Linked DNA regions of Sus scrofa: region 2 is linked to region 1. The links are chromatin contacts, called in public HiChIP or PLAC-seq maps. All regions are on one chromosome and are shown on one strand. Each heading gives the region's core, a stretch centred on a gene start, on an enhancer-like site or on the middle of the called end of the contact. The rest is flanking DNA. Distances are from core to core; before and after follow the strand shown.

Region 1 (3,530 bases), core at 447-2,946:
CACAGGATTGTAATAAGAATCAATAAGACTAAGTATGCTTATAATCAGAATCAAATAGTTATCAACACTCATCCGTCTTGGCAGCTCTAATTCTTTTTTTGTATAGCACTTAACCCATTTCTACCATTTTATGTAATTTACTTATGCTTATCGTCTGTCTCCACTCTTCCTGCCACCAAGCTCCTTGAGGGTATATATCTCTATTGTACACTGACTTATCCACAAACCTAGCACATAGCAGTCACTCCATAAATGTTCAATGACTTAATGAAAACATGAATGATATTTGCTCCATGAAAATCCTACAAACTACATGGAAGCAAGAACCACAGCTATCTTGTTCTATGCTTTTTCTTCGAAGCCTAGCTTAACACAGCTTTTAACGACTGTTGGTATGAAGTAAAATGGTAACTCGGGTTAAATACTTTTGGCCTGCTTCGTGCAAGGATGCACTGGCTGATGGATAAAGGATGAGAACACAAAGATTATTCATAACATTGCTTCCGTAGGAAAATGCTTTCTTCCTTTTTTTTTTTTTTTTTTTTTTTTTTTTTTTTTTTTTTTTTTTGCCTTTTCTAGGGCCGCTCCTGCGGCATCTGGAGGTTCCCAGGCTAGGGGTTTAATCGGAGCTGTAGCCACCGGCCTACACCAGAGCCACAGCAACGCGGGATCTGAGCCGGGTCTGCAACCTACACCACAGCTCCCGGCAATGCCAGATCCTTAACCCATTGAGCAAGGGCAGGGATCGAACCCGCAACCTCATGGTTCCTAGTCAGATTCATTAACCACTGCGCCACCACGGGAACTCCCGAAAATGCTTTCTGAGATGCAGTTTTCAAATATATTTCTGGAACAAAACCGGTTCTCAGGTCAGCAATAGGGGTAAAGCAGAACCAGAAGGTGGAGGACACAAACAATAGGGCTACTCTCCCGGACCCTGTCTTAAACCAACGAGCATTAGGCCGGGTGTAGAAGCTAATGCCTGCCTCGCCATCGCTTTTTTCTTGTAGTACATCCTTGCCCAGGGTCTGATCATAGGAAGACCCCAGGCCGGCATGACCTAGGGACAATTACAGTATCTCCAGACTCAACTTCCGTATCAGTAATAACAGAGATTTTATTTAAGCTTTTGGTTTGTGGGGGACAAGGCACATAAAGTGTTTCACGGTGTAGAGAACAAAGTAAATGTTATCTATTACGATTAATAATCTTTCCGTCTTCATTCTTTGCTTTGCGGTGCTCTTTACGGTTTAACCTCATTAAGGGAGCCGACCCGCCCACCCCCTCTCTGGGCATGCGCACCAACAGAATGGCCGCACCCTGTCCTTAGAAAATCATTTACCGGGGAAGATGGGAAAATAGACTCGCTTCCGCTCTACTCTAATGCGATTAGGTGGTAAAATGAAAAAAGGCACGTCATATACGGGTTAAAAGGGCTAGAAAGCTCCGCTCTCCTGGCCAAACGAGCACGGCCGCAAGCGCACGTCTCGGAGGACCTAGGGACTCTCAAACCCGCCCCGACTCTGCGCTAGAAGCGGAGCCCAGCCACCCGCGGCTAACTGGAGAGGGAGACAACCGCCTGGTCGACTTTTCATTGGCCCGGAGTCTCAAGGGCCGGCAGCTTCTCCCCCTTCCGGTTGCTGAATGGTTAAGGCCGAAATACAACTCCTATTGTCATTGGCTGAGGCCAGCTGTCAGTCCTCTCGCGTTTCGCGGCGCGACACAGCCAGGCGCGGCCTGTAGAGCAGTCTCGAAGCCTGCCGCAGGGAGAAGATGGCGGTCGCAGTGAGAACTTTGCAGGAGCAGCTAGAAAAGGCCAAAGAGAGCCTAAAGAACGTAGATGAGAATATTCGCAAGCTCACCGGGCGGGATCCGAATGACGTGAGGTAAAGGGCGGATAGGAAATTGCCGTCTCCGAAATGCAGTCGTGAAGCCGGGGTGAATTGGGGGCGGGGAGAGCGGTCAGCCCTGAGAAGGCTGGAACATCGAGGCCTGTTCCCGGGGCAGCAGTAGAATCCCGTCCTCCGTGAGGTGGGAGTTTCCGAGACCGCCACCCTAAGTCCTGGGGCTCAGGTGTGAGGAGCGAGAGCGGGGCCGGGGTGCGTCGGAATGGTTTCCTGTCCTGAGGGAAGGCCGGGACTGCCGATTCCCGCCCTCGGCCCTGTAGGCCCGGAACTGCAGCACAAAGCCTTTCTCCTCCTGGGGCCGCCTGACTCGGCACTGGTCCGGAGACCCTCCCGGGACGCTGTCCCCCGCTTCATGCAACTTCCTCTGGGGTGGCGAAATTCGGGCCTGACCCCAGCTTGTTAATGTGTACTGGCAGCGAGGTAAATACAATTTCGGTGGTACTGATCTTGGAAAAACAAGGAAGTTAATGCAGTACTTCCTGTCCTGTTTGAAACACGTGGATTTGAAACCGTCAGATTAGAACGTTCCTGGTTATTTTCTTTTGATGATGAACCTCATCCTTAAGGTGTTTGGTGCTGTTAGATACGATTTTTGTACTGATTTGTAAATATTTTGTAGGCCCATCCAAGCCAGATTGCTGGCCCTGTCTGGTCCTGGTGGAGGTAGAGGACGTGGTAGTTTATTGCTGAGGTAAGATTTCCTTAGGATTTAATTCACATGTTAAGACTGTTGGTACTTACTATACTAACTAAATTAAGGCATCGGTTTAAACAAATTTTGTGGTAGAGTCAACGTTAGAGATATTTCCGTAGTTTGAAGATGTGATGAGCTGTATGTAGTTTTCTGTATAGTTATCCAGGAACTTTACACTCCAAACTAGAGATTGAAGTGACTGTACCAGTTATGTGCAAACAATTTATTCCCATAGGTTTTTGTTTTTTTTTTTTTGTTTTTTGTTTTTTTTTTTTTCTTTTCAGGTCCATACCCATGGCATATGGAGGTTCCCAGGCTAGGGGTCCAATTGGAGCCACAGCTGCCAGCCTACACCACAGCCACATCAGATCCAAGCTGCACCTGCGACCCACACCACAGCTCACAGCAACGTCAGGTCCCCAACCCACTGAACGAGGCCAGGGATCGAACCCGCAACCTATTGATTCCCAGTCAGACTCGCAGCCGCAGTGCCACAACAGGAACTCCTATTCCCATAGTTGTAAAAGAAGCGCTATAAAAGCATTTGGGGATAAATGACCATTTAAGATTACTTTATTTATTTATTTATTTTTAAGCAAGCAAAGTTTTTTGGGTTTTTGTTTTTGTTTTTTTTTGGTCTTTTTGCCATTTCTTGGGCCGCTGCTGAGGCATATAGAGGTACCCAGGCTAGGGGTCTAATCAGAGCTATAGCCACTGGCCTACACCAGAGCCATAGCAACGTGGGATCCAAGCCGAGTCTGTGACCTACACCACAGCTTACTGCAACGCTGGATCCTTAACCCACTGAGCAAGGCCAGGGATCAAACCTGCAACCTCATGGTTCCTAGTCAGATTCGTTAACCACTTCACCACAATGGGAACTCCAGCAGAGTCTTTATTAAAGGAAAGTAAATAGCAGTTCCTGTCGT
Region 2 (3,530 bases), core at 591-3,090, 99 kb after region 1:
TGACCCTCTCTCTTTTTTTTTCCCCCTTTTGCTAAATGTCAAGTCTCTGACTGAGCGCTTGCTAAAGATGAAAGATTGGTCTGCTGTGCTTGGAGAAGACATAACAAATGATGATAACTTGGACTTGGAAATGAAGAATGATTCAGAAAATGGTACATACTTAATATCTAAGTCATGACTCATCCTCTGTTGCTGCAAATGATAATGGCTCTTGTATTTCCTTTCTAGTTTCCCATGTGCACCATGTTCTCTATGTACTTGTATAATACCTTGTCTCTCTCTCACTATCCATATAGTTACATTTCAGCTGAGATAACACCTTTAATGGTATATCTTTCTCATCCTCTCAGACAAACCTACAGCCTCTCTTCCCTCTGTTCTTTTTATATGTTGTACATTATAGCAGCCTTCACATTGCGTCCTAGTCATTTCCATGCCCGTTTTTCTGAACCGTAAGCTAATTACAATGGATAGGTGAGTAGTTTGAAAAATGGGTGTTAGATAAATGATTGTCTCAGGATACTTTTTTTGCTTTAGGTAGATGGTTCAGATGGCTACAGTATTTTAATGTAGGCCATCTCGAATTCATATTGCCATTGCTGATTGCCATCTGGAAACTCAGCAGAATTATGTTCAGTATAGCCACTTAGTGTGTTTTCAGACCAATTCCTTTGACTTAAAAAAGGAACACCTTGGAGTTCCCGTCATAGCTCAGTGGTAATGAACCCGACTAGGATCCATGAGGCCGCAGGTTCGATTCCTGGCCTCAGTGGGTTAAGGATCTGGCATTGCAGTGAGCAGTGGTGCAGGTTGCAGAAGCAGCTTGAATCTGGCATTGCTGAGGCTGTGGCATAGGCCAGCAGCTGTAGCTCCAAGTTGACCCCTGGCCTGGGAACTTCCATATGCTATGACATAATTATAGACTCACAGGTAATTGTAAAATCGTATAGAGAGGTCTCGCGTATCCTCATCCAGTTTCTGCCAGTGATAGTTCTTTCTGACCTTTATGCCCTTTCTCTTTTCTCTCCCTCTATCCCATGTATAATTAACAAATTTATTAAGGAGGAAGTGTGATTTGTAAAAGATTTTCTTTGATGGTAACATTAATATGTTGGGAGAGGAGTTCCCGTAGTGGCGCAGTGGTTAACGAATCCGACTAGGAACCATGAGGTCGCGGGTTCGGTCCCTGCCCTTGCTCAGTGGGTTAACGATCCGGCGTTGCCGTGAGCTGTGGTGTAGGTTGCAGACGCGGCTCGGATCCCGCGTTGCTGTGGCTCTGGCGTAGGCCGGTGGCTACAGCTCCGATTCAACCCCTAGCCTGGGAATCTCCATATGCCGCAGGAGCGGCCCAAGAAATAGCAACAACAACAACAACAACCAAAAAAAAAAAAAAAAAAGGACAAAAAAATATGTTGGGAGAAAAGTACATTCCAAAGTACATACATAGAGTTCTGTTTATACTTTTCTACTTTATCTTGTAAGAAATAATACTTTTTCTACTTAGAATTCATGCTTTTTTAATATAGTTTTAATTTGGAATATAATTCCACTCATATTTTGTATGCTGAAGGATTCTAAGAATAACTGAGACTGTAGGCTGGATTTAGGGGAATACCAAACCTTTGTTATAACTCTGTTCTTGGAATTCGTGGTGAAGAACCTTGTTAGATGACACTATGGCCCTCCCAGTGCTTTTTTTGTTTAGCTTCCTTGGAGCAAGTTTGAGACTGTTCTGCTTCATACTGAATTCTTTATTATAGCAAGAAGAGGGATTATAAGGCTGTAATTGAGTGAACTAATGAAATCATTTGAATGTCTGTTGTGGTATTGCACTGTTTCCTCAATTTATTGCTATGTTTTTGTCTTTCACTGTAGATACTCTGCCAAAAGGAACTTTGAAGAAGCTGATTCATGCTGCTAAGGTTTGCATTACTACATAAGTATAAAGAATATAGAGAAAGAAGTAGGATATGGATTAAATCCATCTGTCTTTGTAACTGTTTTAAAGGCCATTTTATAGTTGCCATATAAGTGATCAGAATTTTCCTCAGTTGCTTTTTTCTTTTTTTAATAACTAGAAATTCATATTATTAATTTTTAGAATTTATCATAATAAGATTTTTCAAGGTGTGCACTCATTTCTTTGGATAAGGAATATATTAAAAATACATACTATATTTTCTCTCATGCTTCCTTTTTTTTTTTGAGCATTCTTCATCCTCTGGTCTCAGTGTTTGCTGATCCCCTATTGCCTCATGTCTTATTTTGAGAAGTAGATACTACCTTCATTTTCTTGTGGTTTATCCCTTCTCTTTTTCATCCTAGTAGTGGTGTCCTGGCCTTTATAGATCTATGGAAAATCTTAGTAACATAGTTTGAAGGTTACTTTAATCAAAACTTATGTGCTGAGTGGAAATAACCACTATTTAAGCATCTGTCACTGATCTTCTCTATTCCTGTTCTGAGATTTACAACTCTTGATGACTTTGCTAAACTTTCCAGGATGGAAGCCAAAATGTTGGTTTGTGTAGGCAGTAATTTCATCAGAGTGATAGAAGAGCTTTAAAGAGTTGGGATGGTATAGTGAGATTTTTTTGGAATAATTAATGTTTTTGTTTTTTTTTTTCTTCTCCTTCTCCCATTCTTTGAAGTTAAAAGCTTCTTTAAAAACTCTAGAAGGAGAAAGAAACCAAATTTACACTCAATTATCTGAAGTGGATAAAACAAAAGAAGATCTTACAGGTAAGTGATGTATGTACCTATATAAATAAAGCCGTTCTAAATAAATACATCTCCTTATAGAGAATTGTAAATTAACTGAATCAGTTATGGGGAGATACAGTTTGATTTTTTTTCACTTTTGCTTTTGTTAGTTATTTGTGAAAAGTTAGTCTTGTTTTTTTTTGTTGTTGTTGTTGTTGTTATTGGTAAAGCTATTTCATTTCCTCCATATTTATATAAAATTAATGGCATTATTTTTTTAAAAAAACATGTAAGACCAAGGAGTTCCCATCGTGGCTCAGTGGTAACAAATCTGACTAGCATCTATGAGGATGCAGGTTTGATCCCTCTCCTTGTTCAGTGGGTTAAGGATCTGGCATTGTTGTGAGCTGTGGTGTAGGTCTCAGATGAGGCTCAGATCTGGCGTGGCTGTGGCTGTGGCTGTGGCATAGGCTAGTGGCCACAGGCTACAGCTCCAATTTGACCCCTAGCCTGGGAACCTCCATATGTCATGGGTGTGACCCTAAAAAGCAAAAAAACCAAAAAAAAACCCCATGTAAAACCATACTTATTGATATGTGTGGTATGGTTTTATTAGATATTAAAAAGTAGCAAATTATAACTTAATTTAAAAAATTTTTTTATTTGCAAAATTGATTTTTAGTAGTGGTACTACTGTATTTTACAGCTCGTTCTACAGTATAGTTTTGTCCTTTAATATACATGCATAGAATATTAGCAAATACAAGAGTGAAGTGAGACCTGTAAAACTAGTTTTTTTCCATTGTAATCTTCTTAATTTATTTTGT

The links. HiChIP or PLAC-seq counts read pairs in DNA pulled down with a chosen protein or histone mark.
Region 2: an H3K27ac HiChIP or PLAC-seq map of alveolar macrophages shows a contact between it and region 1. The contact joins the enhancer-like site here to the promoter of PNN in region 1. A contact is called at or near these places in 1 of 5 promoter capture datasets (liver), 4 of 47 Hi-C or Micro-C datasets (epiblast stem cells, fetal heart ventricle, fetal skeletal muscle and 1 more) and 1 of 2 datasets of contacts at active chromatin or transcription factors (alveolar macrophages).

What each region holds. Positions count from the first base shown.
Region 1 is chr1:169,723,953-169,727,482 of Sscrofa11.1, forward strand. PNN (pinin, desmosome associated protein) reads left to right here and starts at 1,697. Exons shown (of 9, transcript NM_001244231.1): 1 at 1,697-1,886; 2 at 2,527-2,598. The coding sequence starts at 1,774.
Region 2 is chr1:169,823,126-169,826,655 of Sscrofa11.1, forward strand. MIA2 (melanoma inhibitory activity protein 2) reads left to right here. Exons shown (of 29, transcript XM_021073969.1): 15 at 44-152; 16 at 1,876-1,922; 17 at 2,652-2,742. Among named protein-coding and RNA genes, the nearest start is that of MIA2, 47 kb to the left of the region's middle. Within about 2 kb of position 1,841, at least 3 of the 83 cell types and tissues checked have an H3K27ac peak or open chromatin away from gene starts, as enhancers often do. A contact at or near this core is called in alveolar macrophages, where this site is marked.